Regions from separate parts of the Anas platyrhynchos genome. Here region 2 is linked to region 1. Evidence: chromatin contacts called from public Hi-C data. All regions are on one chromosome and are shown on one strand. The core of a region is the stretch at or near the end of the contact, and the rest is flanking DNA. Distances in the headings are between cores, read along the strand shown. Region 1 holds the start of UBE2B (ubiquitin conjugating enzyme E2 B). Region 2 has its middle 21 kb from the start of SAR1B.

Region 1 (7,728 bases), core at 2,904-5,403:
ATGAATCAAGCACGCTACAAAGACAGAACCAGAAAAGTGTCCTGCTCAGCTCTCTTGCTGAGCTTATCTGCAGAGATGTGAAAACATCTGGCAGCACTGGGCCAACTTCCCTCACTAAAAGTTTGAGCGTTCTGTGTCTGAACAAGCCTCGATGTGAGCAGTGCTTCACAGCTGTGTAACGAGCCACTCTGACTGGACACCACTTACAGCAAAACACGGTATTTTCAGGGCCAACAAGACCTTACTCCTTTATTCTTTTTCCTTGCTTAGCTTGTTCCAACTTCTATAACATCTATTATTCCTCAAAGCAGAGCAGCGTTAACACTGGCAATATTTACAAGAATGATGGAAGGAACAGAAGTTAGCTGCTTACCATCTTCGAAAGGTGTCCCTTCTGGCCTGAAAGGTTTAAAAATAAACTGGTTAATAATGATCATTACTTCTAAACATGCACAGTAAATATATATTTTCTTCCTCATCCTCTTCATGATAGAAGTGGATGCAATCATGTAAATATTTAGAGAAACATCCGGAGGCAATTTATGGGAACTCTGTCTTAATTAGCACTTTCCCACATCAATCTGCAAGTCCAGATACCCACTGCCTCATCATCCCCAACGACACATGTGCCACGCGTAAGGCTAGAGCTGAACTAACGAGCAAACTGCTGGCAAGCTGACTTCATTTTTACGAAAGAATGTAAGATACACCCTACAGGAGGGGACCTCTAAGAGATAAATGTAATAGAACCTGTACCTCATTCTCCTGGGAATCAGTCCAATCACTGCTAATACATCTGGATTTAATAGCCAAGAACATGTGGTGCTCTTATGTACTTTTAAAGAGCAAGCCTGCTTTTTCATAACCCAATTCCTCTACAATCTATTCATTAAAACACAGGCAAACATTATTCAACAAAAGGAAAGAATTAAAATTGTTCATCGCCTTTCTTAGGCATTCTTTATAACCCCCTGAAAACAAATTTTCACTGGGACAGCACACTTGGTTGTTTTTTTATTTATTTATTTTTAAAGTTTCCTGAGTGCACATCCACAAAACAAAGAAAGCATCATAAAACAAACAAAAACCAACCCAAGGAACAGGTTTTATTAGCCTTTTGATGTAGGACTTGGTAGCGACCAAAAGCTCTTACCCAAATATAACTGCATTCCACTGCATTATATTATTCTCAGACGGTGCACCACTGACACCCACAGGAGGGTCTTCTTGCAACCTAAGGATTACAAAGATAGAACAAGGCTTACGTAAGTGAAATATCTCCACCTGTGAGCATAATTTGATTGTAACAGCCACTTTTTAGAAATTTTCTCTCGTCCCATATTAGCAAGTACCTGAAGTGTTACGTGCAGAGGAGCAACGATCCAAATACAGAACTACGAGGTGATGCACACCAGGAGTGTCTCAGGCATTACACCAACACACTGCACCTACCCAGCAGGATAAATTCAGTGCTCAGGGAGAAGAGCATCAACTGCAAGAGTAATTTAAAGCCCCACAGCTGGGACTGATGGTACTACCCAGTAAGTTATGAAAGAGCGACTGCTGCTGGCTGCCACAATGCAGAAGAGCACAAGTTCCAGCCAGAAGCAGGGGCTGAACACCACGCAGTGATATTTGCAGGGCACGCTTGCAGGAACCAAGGGCAAAGCACCGACAGCTCAACTTCTGCATCCCCAGATCTGCGCACGATGCGGCTGCATGTGGTGTGAGCCTGTTCTGGCTGGCAAGCTGCCTGCTTCGAAAGGGAAGAGGGAGCGAGGGGAAAACCTGCGCGCTGTTCCCTGCCACCAGCTCAACAATGGTAAACATTTGTCTCTAAGTCACTAGTGGAAGCCTTTAAATGCTGTTTAGTTCCTTAACCCTTGGCCTAGGAAAAGCACACTGCATGCTGACAGCTCCAAGAACTAGACGCCCTCCTTCTGCCCATCCTCTTGGGTAACGCTGAGCGTGCAGCTGGGATTGCTGAGCTGTGTTTACATCCCTGCTGCGAGCACAGGCCGTTCAGCTCCATACCCGCAGCACAAACCACCTACTATTTTGGGCAGGAGCAGGAGCGGGACCTCTCCCGTGCCAGCCCGCGTGCCAGTGACGCCGCCGGAGCACTCAGCCAGACCAGCGGGGCCGAAGGATGGCTCCGGGTTTGGGATCGATTCTAAAAGCTCGTCGGCACCCTGCTGCCAAAAGGGCTGGCTCCCGAGGGGCTGTGGCAAAGACTGGAGGCTGAATTGATCCGAACAGAGCCTGGAAGCTTTTAAGAGTTAGGGGAAATGTATTTGCAGCCCCTTTTCCAGCAGCAAATATATATTGTTTTAAAAATAACCTTTCTCTCCGATGGTTTAGTGAAATCGGATGATCCAGGATCTGCTGGACTGCTCTCCCTCCACGACTCCTGACAATTGCAGCATGCAGGAGGAGTTTATATTTAACAAAGTGAATCACAGTTCATGGCGCACAGTCTGTTTTTTAGTATGAGGTAAGAGTACCATAAGGCTAAATAAAAATATAACTTAGGGGTAGGAAGGAGAGAAGCAAAGCGCTGACATGAGAAAGCTGAGTACATTTTGGGGTATTAAAGTGATCAAATATTCAATAAACAAACATGCATGTGTCCCATGTCTCACTGTGCTCACTTGGTTAAACTCCTCCATGGCTTCAGTCTCTTCCACCTTAAATTTCAAAATTATCAAGCCAGTCCTTCTGAGGCCACAAAATCATAAAAAAGTCTGATTGCTGTCCTGAAACACCACCTAGTCCTTCTCCCGGAAGGAACCACTGATTTTTGGTCACCTGTGCAGCCCAATAACATTAAAAAACATCGAGTATCCTGTTGTGATTCGAATGGGAATCGAGGACCACCAAACAGCGAACACTCACACCCAAATAAAGCCCAAGAAGCAGGGCCTGCACCTCACAAATCCCAACTTCTCGGATCGATCAGGGCTTTTGGCCCTGCAGCTCTGCCAGCCACGCAGCTCAGCTCCACACAATACACGTCAACTGTTTACCCGTGTATTTTCAGGCCCTGGTGTAACACAGCTCCGCTAAAAAAAGCCACGCTATCACAGCTGACTCACCTCCAGCAGCCCAGGAGCCGCTCCGGCCCGCAGGAATCACACCGCACACCCTGAAGTTTACCCAAAAAAAAACCCAGCCCAAACCACACGGCGACTTTCCATGCGTTAGGGCCGTATTTACATGGCAGACGGGAAGTGGAGTTACCCCGCTGGGGCAGCCATGGCCATTTAAAAGCCTCCAGCTAATTACCACTGCTAATGAGCACGGCGCTGGGTCCCTGCTGGTGCTGAGGGGGAGCTAAGGGCTGGGCTGGGGGGCACCGGGCCCTGCACCCCCCGGCTCTGGGGTGGTCTCAGCACATAGGAATGGGGGGTCCAGGACTGGGGGGGGGGATCCCAGAACCTGAGGGGAGAGAAAAGACCCAGAACTTGAAGGGGGGGATCCCAGAACTTGAGGGGCCGTCAGAAATTGGGGAGGGGGCTTAACTTGAGGGGGGGACCCTAGAACTTGAGGGGGGGGGACCTAGAACCTGAAGGGAGACCCAGAACCTGAGGAGGGGCAGAACTTGAAGGGAGGGACCCAGAACTTGAGGGGGAGCCCAGAACCTGAGGGGGAGGGGGAAAGTTAAGGGGGGGACCCCAGAACTTGAAGGGAGGGGCCCAGAACCTGAGGGGGGTACCCTAGAACTTGAAGAAGGGGGGGGCAAATATTCGATGGGGTGGCCCAGAACTGAGGCGGGGGGGGGGGCAGAACCTGAGGGGGGGACACCCCCCAACCTGAGGGGAGCCCAGAACCTGGGGCGCCCCAATCCCCTCAGAACCCCCTCAGAACCCCCTCAGAATCCCCTCAGAATCCCCTCAGCCCCAGCCACCGGGCGCCCCCCCAACCCCAAGGGGGGGGTGGACAGCGGCTGAGAGGGAAGCAGACGACACCCCGTGTCCCCCCCTCTTGTCCTCACCTCTTGAAGTCTCGCATCAGCCGGCGCCGGGCCGGGGTGGACATGGTGGCGGCGGAACACGCTCCCCCCGGGCCGCAGCACCGCCTCCCGCCGCCGCCCGCACAAACAACCCGCAATGGCGTCTCCCTCCGCGGGGGGCGGGCCCCTGCCGCCGGGCCGTGACGTCACGCGGGAGGCGGGGAGGGGAGGGGGGGGGAACCTCGGCCCGGTCCATTCCGCCCGTGTAGGGGGGGGGCGAGGAGGGGGAAGCTCCCACTGCGCTGCTGCGGGGGGGGGGTTGCCCGGCCTCACCTCAGGTTTTGTTTTTTTTTGCCTCATTTTTTCTCAGCGCCCTCGCTGCAGGTGGAGGCTTCGAGGTCCTGACCCTGTTCCCAGCCAGCCCCTGAAGCAGGGTTTTTGGCTGCGTGTGCTGCGGTGCTCTGAGTTCGTGGTTTTGGGAGGTCACAAAAAAACACCACAAGAGCCCTAATGAAGTGCCCCAAATGTCCTCGTCCCGCTGCTGTGTGCTCATGGAGCTGTGACCGGGGGCTTAATCTAGCCCAAAAGGCCAAAATCGGCTTCTTACCACAGCCCTGCTTCAGCAGGTGGTGGCCTTTGGGATGAGGCTGCCACGGGTGCTCGTAGCCACCCCGCAGCTCAGGAACCTGCCCTTCAGGGGTGTCAACCCCACACCGTGCTCCCACCTCAGTGAAAACACGCTTGCGGTGAGGCACACGTGTGAGAACTGACACTGCAAGGCAGCAAGCTTTCTCAGGAGGCTTAGGAGCAAGGAGCCATCCTTCCCCAGCCACCAACACGCAGCTCGCCCAATGCAGCCCTCTTGTCCTGAGTTTCCTCCTTCTCCCCGCACTCCTGCTTTAATTTTACGTTCTGCCGCCGCTCCTCCAGCTTTCTGCAGTTTATATTTAGCTCCAGCTAATTCCCAAGGGAGAAAGTAGACTGTAAAAACCAAGTGCAAGCTTGGACTTGTATAAATAATTAACGCCAGTCCAGCATCGTTCGTTATTCCGCTGTTAACATGCTGCCCAGGCCTGGCAGCGAATACATCCCCTACCCAAAGGGTGCTCGAGTCACCCCAAAAGCTCCCCACCTCTCCTGGGGGCAGCCACCAGCTGCGTGGAAAAGCCCCTCAGGCACCAAGCAGAAGGGTTAATTCTGAAATCCCGCATAGTTTCCACTTGTCTGGGGAACCTTTTCAGCAGAATCACAGCAGCAACAGCATTTCTTCTCCTTTGATACCGCTGGGGAAGAGCGAAAGAAACAAGAGGTCACAGCAGCTTCCTTAAAGCTGCTCTGCTGCTTCCTTGAATGCAGGCATCAGCCAAGCCTTTACCGAGCCCAGCATCTTTATTTATTTTTCAATTATGATTTTTGGAAGAAGCCTGCTGCAGGCCAGCTCCAGGCTCTTCCACAGCAGCCGGGCTCACCCGCAGCGGGGCTGGCAGTGCACGAGCAGCACATAAGTGCTCGCAGCAGAGGGCACTGATCATCTGTCCTCCTCCTGCCCGGCACGGTGGGCTTGGACAAAGCTGTACACACCAGGATGGCCTCACGGGTGTTAGCATTATCTAATTTATAGGTTTCTTTTCAGTCTTACCTGGCAGTTAAACAGGTGTGGCTGGTAACTTCATCAGGAAATGGAAAGCTTTATTTTTTTTTTCCCTCTGAAGAACCAGCTGCAGTTTCTGTCCTGTTGATTGCATGGAGTATGTAGGTGAAAAAAAATTTCTCATCAGAAAGTTCTTTCTAGTTGTGTTTTTGCTGCCTGTTTTTCCCCAGAAATGCTATTTGATAAAGGAATACACTTCATAAAAAGGTAGCACTTTGCAGCATAACCATTCTACTTTAATCTTCAGTAAACACTACATTTGTGAAAAATTTTTGTAAAACCGGAACATTTCTCAGATAACTTTGTTCCTTCATAAAATGAGAAGCTTGAGAAGCAAGAACGAAGTGAGCTACTCGCTCTCCTGTTTGTTAGAGCAGTCCTGGTAACGTCATGGTTCTTTTTTCCGGGTCACTCTCCCTTCCATGCTGCCGTGTCCCTCTGGGAGGAGATGTCTGCATTAGCACCAGCCAAACCCAAGACTCCGAAATTAGGGAAATGAACAAGCTGAGTCACCTGTTAGGCACCACTTTTGTTCTCGCTCATTGCAGCAGCTGAGGAGTGCCCTGGGGACCGTGCTGTGCTAGGTACCACGCTGCTCTGCAGCAGGCGGCCTTTTCCCCAAAACACTTGGGAGCAAAGAGAAGGGCTGGTGGCAAAGTGACTGATTTGCTCTCACCCTTAGCTCCTTCATAGAAGCAAGAAGGTGGTGCCAAAGTACAGAGGAGAACTGAAGGTTTTACCACTGCTGCCAGCCCCATCCCTAGCTCCTGAACCCATTACTGCCTCTGGGCCCACCTCAACCCTCAGAAAAGCAGCCTGCAGAAAACAACCATGCATGGGGCTCCCAAAATATCCGGCTATTCTGACAATTTTTCCTTGAATACACTCCAGCACAGTGTGCACGTATTTACTTGGTTTACCCAGGGGCACAGCACCGACCAGCACAGCCCAGGGCCAGCACACCTGCCTCTCCCCTAGGAGCAGGGCAAGTACCTCCCCTAGAGAAAAAATTCAAATTTGGGGAGAAAGTTTTGATGTTCATGGGCATGTTTCAAGCAAATAGTGGAAGGACGTGTGAATGCTGCTGAGCTATGAAATGCCCTGGCTGTGGGGTGCTGTCACCTCCTGTACCTCTGTACAAAGGCACTTCCCTGCGTGCCCTTAGCAAGCTGTGCGTGATCTCCGCGAGGCGGAACCCCGGCTACGTCAGGCCAGCCAGGAGAAAGCAGAACTGGCTGGAAGGCCACCACTTCTTCAATCCAAAGGTCAGCTTCGTGGCTCAGCCTGTGTGCTGCCCCAGCTTCCCCAGGTGGCGTTTTTTGTCAGCTGTGCATTACATCACGTTGCTCTGGCTCTCTTCCCAGGATACTGAGCGCACATTGGCCACAAAAGGGGTGGTGTCCTTCTTATACCAGCGCCGTGCCATCCCCAGACAGAAGAGGGATTGTTAATGGTGCAGCGGGGAGATCTCCTGTAAATCTCCATAGGAACATTTGAGTTCAGACCTATTTCCACAAATTTTCAGCAAGAATTTTGGTCAGGACATCGATCACCTCGGATTTTCTCCTAGCTGGAGACACCAGCTCTCACCCTAGCGTACTCTGATTCAATTGAATAGCTCACCTGCAAGACTGAACATTAAATAAATGTTATTGCTTTCAGATAGAGATTCTTTTTTCTTGTAGTGCTTCATCATACAGATATTGGAAGTTTAATTATTTATTGAGAAATGGGTTTTGTTTCATAATAATAGTTTAAGACTTCCAACTGAAATGATCTGCAGAGTTGAAACAACATAGTAATGTGACATCTGACTGGAGGATCAGGGGAGTATTTGGGCAGTAGCAGTACTAGTAGGGACTATTTGGACCCATCTCTGAAATTCTGAAGAGCTAAAAATGTTTACTACTTTAATTTTGAGCCAGTCCATTTTGCTAAGCAACCGCTTTACCAACTGTCTTCCCTGCTGTTGCAGTAGCTTGCTGGTCCTGCCCTACTCCCATCTTGTCCTTCTTTTTGTACTGTCTCTTCTCTTTTAATCACTGCTGTTTTGTCCTGCCATTGATAGGGGGGGTGCTGTGCAGAAATGCTTATTATGATCGCTCATCACCTACATTTAGCTGTT
Region 2 (7,728 bases), core at 2,564-5,063, 120 kb before region 1:
ATACAGGGTTTTGCAGAATAACTTCAAGTTGCTGATCCCTGGTGGGTGCGTTCCCCAAGGACCGGGCTGGGGGCACTTGCTTCGTGCACATGACTTCTGACCAGAGACAAGCAAAAGCGGCAAAATTTAGGACCAGATTGTAAGCTCTCTCGTGGCTGTTGGCATCCAGAGCTGGATTCTGAGTTCAGCCGAGATTGTTGGGTGCAGCCCAATGCCTGAACGCCATTTTCTCACTGCTTTCCTAGAGCAGGATCTTGGTTTAGGTTCAACTAAATTGGAACAGTAAAAGGAAGGCTCCTACATGTGCCAAGTAACTCTTCTATTCCTTGCTCTGTGTGTAGTATACAGAGATACAAAATATGTAAATATATGTGTGTACATATATATGCACATAAGGGATTTAAAATAAATCATTTCAAAATATTGTTACTGAGATGCATTAGCATGAAATTGCAGAGGACTTTTAGTGAAGGCCTGTGCTAAGTAAAAAAAAAAAAAAAAAAAAAAAAATCAAAGGGAATTTTCAGTAGAGAAAATAAAAGCTTTTACTGGTGAATAAATAATTACAGGAGATACTGTGGGAGAAGTTCAGACGTGCAGTTACAGCCAGGAAAGCAGCTGGAGATCTAGGTGCTGCCTGGTGAAACTGTATTTAGGCAGAACAGAAGGAGGCAGAGCTAATAGCACAGTTTGGCTTTTTTCAGAATTTATGCTTTGCTACTGGCATCTGAGAGGCTTTTAGAATTGGTGGAAAGGGGTATGGGTGTTTCTACCAAATGAGATGTTTACTTGAGTATTTTTCAGAAAATGTGTCCTATCTGCTGGCTCCCACTCAGGGCTCTCTGTCTGACAGCTGGCTCTCTGCTCAGCTCAGACAAACATCCCCAAAAGAAGGTACATCGAGTTGATGTCTGCACCTGAAAATTTGTCTGTGCAGAGAACTTGGTTTTGATGTATAGTTCTTTTATTTTACTCCTCCTCTAGTCCTGCCATCTGCTGTTACCACTTCTGTAATATCTTTTAGTTTCCTAATCTGTAATTTGAATCGCCTCCTAAATTTAAAAAGGAATATGATTTTTTTTTTCTTCCCCCAGGCTGCTGTGGAGAGAGTTTTCCTTTGTTAAGAATTTGATATTTTAAATCCCAGGGAAGAAATCTGTAAAGGGTACCTCTGCCAGAGAATAAATTCAGCTTTTATTTTCGTAGCTATTGTTAGACAGACTGCAAGAGAGAAACATGAAAGGATTTACTCATTTTATTTGCTGGTATTTTGGGAAAAACAAAAAGCTCCAGTCATCATGGCTGAAGTTCACTGAGGTCCTGCAAGTTTGTTTGACAGCGAGGAATGCGTAACAGATCCGCACGCATGTGACTGCTGGATGAATGCTATTTATGTCTCCGTAAACATGAAATCATGAAATAAGCTCCACAGCAGCCGTGCTGGTGAAGTCCCTGTCTGACCTGGTCAGCTATCGCTTTGGACTTACGCATCTTGGGGAGTACAAAGTGGACTGGAACTTCTTGCAGAACACCGTGCTGCTGCAAGGGGTTTGCTGAAGGGAAGTAGGTCAAGCAGGAAGGCACAGAAACCACCCGGCGTGTTGCTGGATAAGAGGGAAGGCGCTGTGAGATCCTGTAGCAATTCCTTACACACCTTGTGGACAGAAGAGCGTTTCACAAAAAACAGCACCCAAAAATAAATAAATAAATAAATCACCACGTACATGCTTAATTTTTGTACGGCCCAGCTTTGAAACAGACTCTGTGGAACAGATGTGCAGCTGAGACTTCAGCCCTTGCTGCAAAATAATAATAAAAAGCATGCGCATCTCCAGATTGCAAAAGAAGAGGGAAAAAAGGTGTGGGAGAAATCTCAGAATCACAGGAGGGTTTGGGTTGGAGCGGACCCCAAAGTCCGTCTGGTTCCAACCCCCTGGGCACTGCCAGGGCTGGGGCACCCACAGCTTCCCTGGGCAGCCTGTTCAGTGCCTCGTAGTAAAGAATTCTTTCTGTGTAACACTCTTTTGGTTTAACACGGTCACTCCTCGTCCTGTGGCCAGGCTCCCTGGTGTCACCACGTCTCCTGGGGCCGCAGACCCATGGGGCAGGGCTGGGCCTGTGGCTGGGTGCACCCATGGCCTGCAGGGCCGGGCCAGGCCCAGCAAGTGCAGGCAGGTGGCAGGACACCAGCACCAGCCCTTGGGATGGGGTGAAAAAGTTCACAAAAAGGGAGAGCAAAAACACAGAGGAAAAAGGACCAGAGAGGTCCTGGATTAACGTCGTTCCTGGTTTTCTCACTTTGCAGAAGAGGCAGTTGAACTCTGGGCCTTCTGCACTCCAGGAGAGGTCAGCAGCAGAAAGCTGTGCCTGGCAAGGAGGTCTCAGTGTGAGCACACACAAAAAAAAAACAGCCCAAAAACACACACAAAGACAGCTCCGCAAAGCCCAAATCCAGGACCAAAATTCATCTCACTCCCCCCAAAAAACGCAGCCATGCCAGCTGTACATAGCAGGGCAGCTGCCAGTCAGCAGGGAAGGCTTAGGGACTGCTGTGGAAATTTTGGCTAGAGCTGACTTTCAAAAGGCAGCACAGAAGAGTAGAAAGGCATGAAAAACTGAACTATGTAAAATTTCCCATCAACAGACTACTTGCTGTTAGAGAAAACCAGGAATTTAGGCCCTATTTTAAGCTCCTCATGGTGTGCAACCCAATTTTGGAGGCAATTAACTGAAATCATCATAGTCGTAGGGTTTGACATTCTTTTTATCCTTTGCACAGGTTTTCAAGTGATGTTCTTGTGCTTTTCTCTGCTGCAGACGTTACTGTTGGCGTCATGGTCTGCTCTCTGTGCCTTGTGCAATCCTCCTGCCCTTCAGATGGATCTCAGCCCAGCTGAATAATGGTGAGGGTTTGCTGGCAGTGCGCTGCCCGAGCTTGCAGCAACCTCTCCAAACGCCTCTCCTTCTGCCTTCAGTTGGCATTGCGACTGAGAAGATCTGAGCCATGATTTATGCCCCATAGGAAACGTGCTGCGTGATATATTTAGGGTAAGGTGCCCAGTATTTTTCAGTCTTGACAATGCAGATTTAGAGTAAATAGTGCATCCAAACATTCAATTTTGCAAGGCCACTCCATAGTTTCTTGTTTTATTGACACTTATTCAGTAGCATAGGTACATAAAGAAAAGTGCAGAGGTCTAGGTGCATCAGAAGAGCAGGATCTAGCCTTTCATTCCCACCTTTAGTCTCTAAGGGTTTTGTTCTCCTCATGCAGAACTTGTCCATCCCTCCCGTGCTGCTGCTGGCACCACATTTCCCAAGCAGGGGAAAATCATCTCAGGCCTCATCCACTGGGGCATCTTTCTGCTAAGCCTAGCTCCCGAGGGGAGTTCAGCCTGAACAGCTGCCAAATTATTTTGACTTGGATTTCAAAAAGTCAAGGGATGCAGCTACGATCTGTGTAAGAGCTTCAGCAAAGTGGGTAATTCAGATAACGTCCTCTTTTCCCCCAGAAATTCCAGTGAATTAGGTATGTCTTAGTAACAAGCAGTGGAGCTTTCTACTCAATGGAAGGCTGATTTCTGGAAGCTCGATAGTCCCGGGTATTTCAGGAGTAGCTTTCAGTTACTTGTCTCACCTTACCAGTTTTTGTATTTGTATTTAACCAGCAGACAGACTGTCAATCAGCTGTTCTTTCTTCATAAAAGAAGATTACAAAAGCAAACAGAATGATCACCCCAGGTTCACCATTGGGAAGTGTGAACAAAACCGGGCTTAAACAGGGATGAGTCAACGCAGCGCTGAAGTGCCTACTTATTGGTAAATACAGCCTGGCTGCTGTTGGCTGCTTCGAAGCCCGCGTACCCTCCAGGGGGCTTGGGAACTGGTGATGCAAACTGATGAGTCACATTTTAGAACAATAGTTTCTTCATGCAAAATGACTCAGGATAAAAGAAAAACAGGTTTTTCAATGAGCCAAAGCCTGTGAAATTACAGAAAGGAATGGAATAGGGGGATATCTTGAGCCCCGTGTTGAAAGTATTAAACCTTTTCCTAAAGAGTAATACAGTGCTTACGGTGGGTGCCTCAGCCCACGGGTCAGACTATGCCTGCTTTGTGTTGGCTTTCTGCCTTCAGAGCTCACATGCAGGTAACCAGAGCAAAAAGAGCTGAACATCAGTGTGCACGAGCATCACAACATATGTAGCAGCACCTCATGCACCACTGGGCTGGGTTATTTCTTCTGTACCATGCTCCCTCTGCTCTGCTGCTTGCCCAGTTTAACGTGCAAGGTTGGTGTGGGGCTGTGTGTGTGGCTATGTCCCCAGCCTTCTTCCTCTGTCTTGGTGGACATACAGAGCAAATCCCCTCTTCCACGAACCAACAACACTACGAGGTGTGACACTATGAAATAACAAGCTCTCTCTATAACAGAAACCCCATTTCTTCTTGCAAGGGCGGAATATACTGACTCTGTGGGTTATGTGGCCCTACAAATATGCCTCTTTTAGGTACTCTGTAGAGTTTTATTACAGAAATGACCGCTTTTGCATTTGGAATGTAAATATATACAACATTTAAAGGACTTAATTAAGTCAGAAAAATTAGGTAATGGGGAAAATAAGCTGTGGTCTGTCGATAAAAGCACTGTAATCAGATTAATCAAGCAATTCTCCCCAGAAGGTTCATTGCCTTTCTTGTACTACGTGCATTTACTTCCCGATAGCCTCCCTCGACCTCCTCCTTGTAAAGCACCTTGCTGTGCTGCTCCGAGCCAGGACAAGGCTCAGGTCTCCACTGGCAGAGCTGGCATTTCTCCAGTGTCACGGCCTTTTTTATGTTAAAAATCTGGCATTTCAGCCCTGCGTGCTCACCTCTCCCTTTTTGGGCTGTTCTCATTGCTTTCTATCCATAGGTGGCAGCAGTCCTTAAAATCTTTAACCTTACAGCGTTTGTGTTTTTTTTTTTTTGGATCTCGCTGAGAGAGTTGTGCAACGATTTCCTGAACTTTGGTGCGTGAAGCTGGTGCAAGAGGAACCATTTTCAAGGAACAAAACATCCTTCGCAGCCCGTCATTTAACTGTGCCATGGAGACAAACAGCTGAAAGTCAAACTTCAGCCTCTGGGCTGAATTCCCCTCCAAATTATTCCACTTCAGCTGCAGGAAGGTGTTTTAACTGTGCTTTAACTGCACCAGATATCGTGCTCTGCCTGCCCGTTAGCTGATGGGCGTTGCTGGAGCAACGGTAATGGTTCTGAAACCAGTTAACTTTCTTAATAATGTGCTTAAAAACCTATGTTTTACACAGTTTGCTTGCAGAAGGCAAAAAGATAATTTCCCATTTCTGTGGGAAGGGTGCCAGTGGAACTGCTGGGCAGGGGCAACCTGAGCCTGGGCTGGGGTCCTGGTCCCTGCAGTGCTCTGAGCAGCTTCATCCCAATAAGTCTGACCTCTGCACCTTGACATTCCCCAAGAGCAGAGCTCAGAAGTGACACACAACCACTCGTTTAGGGCATTGAGCTTGCACTGCAGGCAGAATTACCCATGCTTTGACACCTCTCCGAACCCAGCAGTGCCGAGCGGCGGCTTTTACAGAGGAGCAGCTCCGATCAGCCTGCCCTTGACAGCTGCAGATGACAGGAAGATGAGGGCTTAATTATGATGTGATTAAGTTGACGTTATCATCTTATGTCTGCTTAGTGTCTAACACAAAACGAGCTGGTGATCTCGGTCTTGTTTGCAGCTACCTTGTATCAGGAGCCAGCAGCCGGGGGGACACGGACTGATGCTGAGGGCTGGGGAGGGAAGGGGATGGGAGCGGGGTCCTGCCCCACCAGGCTGGAGGCTTCTGCCACGTTCTGCTGCAATTTGTGATCTGAGATTTGTGTGCCGTGGGCTTTTGCCCTTTCACCACTCTGGGAGATTCACAGGGAGCAATTTTCATGTCAGAGGCACCGCAGAGCGCTGCGCGAGCAGCAGTTTGTCACTGTCACAGCACAAAATGCTGCTGGTGAGGGACGCAGCAGCTCTGACATGCAGAGGCCACCCCCAGGTCCCCAGGGCTGCTCCTGCCAGGCCAGAGGCAGGGAGGTGTGGGAGCCTCAGCCGTCCCCGCAGGAGGTTCCCAGCACCCATGAGCGCCAGCAAAAAGCAAAAAGAATTGCAAAACGTGACTGTTCAAACCACTGATGTAACCCCAGCTCCTTGGTAGCTCTCCAAAACCATATTTCCCTGGAAGCAGAGCTCCGAGGGTGGTCCCTGCCTGTCAGCTTGGCCAGGAGGATGTTCAAGGACCCCACTGCCATGGCTGGGAAGGATGGGAGCCGCAGCCCACTGCGCTCCCCAGGTGCAATTGAATTTCTCAGCCTTAAATACTCTGAATACAAGTTGTGCCTAGAAGATCTAAGGCACAAAATTCCTTTCAGGTAAATGCAGATGCTGGTGCTGGTGGGATGCTCTGCCGTAAAGCCTGAAATGCTTCTACCCCTGCTGGTGGGAGCTGCCTACCCAGATGCTCTTTAACCCGCCAGCTTCACCTCCGCTCAGCTTTTTGGTGGCCGTTGGTGCCGTTCTGCCTTCTTGTACTCTTTTTCTCTTAGCAAGAGAGGAGTAGGAAGCGTTATAACAGGTGTTAGGCTGTGTTTACGTTTTAAAGGCATTTCACAGTTCACATCTGCATTAGGAAAGCCTAAGTGGGGTGTCGCAGGCTATTGTGGTAAATTTACAGTTAAAGCACAGCACTCAGCATGAAACCCTTCTGCTCGGGCTCGGGCTGCGACTGCGTTATTCCCAGGCTCCATCTGTGCCTGGTGCCACAGCATGCTGAGTGCCTGCAATTACTTCCAGAAGGCGCTCAGCCTCCTTTCAAAGCACCCATTTCCTTCTGCCTGGGGCTGGCCGCGGCTTTCATCCAAAGAAAGCTGCTGGTGTGCTTCTGGAGGCGCGTGGCGTGGGGACACCGGGGTGAGCAGCCCTGTGGGGCACAGCAGGGCCCGGCACAGGGCATCCCAGTGCTCCCACCCCCGTGATGGTGACAGCAGTGGGGTTCCTGGAGCCCCGGTCCATCCGCTGGGTTACACCAGGTGAGGACAGGACCTGGCAGGCAGTGGGTGCGTGGACGTGCTGAGCGTGGCACCACCATCACCCCAAAGCATTAACCTGAGCTGGTGCTCCAGTGCCTGGGGACCGAAGGGCAGAAAATCGCTTTGGGAAGCTGAGGGAGGGCGACTCCCTCTGAGATATTGGCTGGTCCCCTTTCACGGCTCGCAGCTGCCCAGCCCCTGGTGAGGACGGTGAGCTGGGGAGCCCTGAAGCAGCTTTTTTAGTCTATGGTCTCCATTACCCTGAAGAGCTGCGATTCCCTTGCGATCCCTGTCCTGAGGCCTCTGAGGAGGGCTCTGCCAGCGGCTCCCGCTTTGGTCCCGGCCTCTCCAGGGCCTTTCAGAGGAGCGTGGCCGAGCGGTGAGCACCGGCAGCCCTCAGCCTCCTGCCGCGTGTCCCTCCGCCGCGTTTCGCCTTCCAGAAGATGGCACCTGAGGACGGGAGTTGTGCGCTGCGGGGCTGCGGCCTGCGGGGACAGGCAGCCAGCCCTCCGCCACCCAGCCCCGTGTCCCCCTCAGGCACTGACTGGGGACAAGGCTGTGCTCTGAGCCCCGAGAGCACGCTTTGGTCTCCCTGTAACCTCGAGTCTCAGCTTTCTGACCAAAAAAACAGGGGATTTGACAGCT

Evidence for each region. Hi-C and Micro-C count contacts between places; a contact is called where the count stands out from the background.
Region 2: a contact with region 1 is called in a Hi-C map of skeletal muscle, with 2.3 times the contacts expected there. The contact joins the enhancer-like site here to the promoter of UBE2B in region 1. A contact is called at or near these places in 3 of 8 Hi-C or Micro-C datasets (skeletal muscle and subcutaneous adipose tissue).

The regions. Positions count from the first base shown.
Region 1 is chr14:2,908,346-2,916,073 of IASCAAS_PekinDuck_T2T, reverse strand. UBE2B (ubiquitin conjugating enzyme E2 B) reads right to left here and starts at 4,153. Exons shown (of 6, transcript XM_027468549.3): 1 at 3,995-4,153; 2 at 1,154-1,234; 3 at 374-399. The coding sequence starts at 4,038.
Region 2 is chr14:3,028,211-3,035,938 of IASCAAS_PekinDuck_T2T, reverse strand. No RefSeq gene overlaps it. Among named protein-coding and RNA genes, the nearest start is that of SAR1B, 21 kb to the left of the region's middle. Within about 2 kb of position 3,813, at least 2 of the 8 cell types and tissues checked have an H3K27ac peak or open chromatin away from gene starts, as enhancers often do.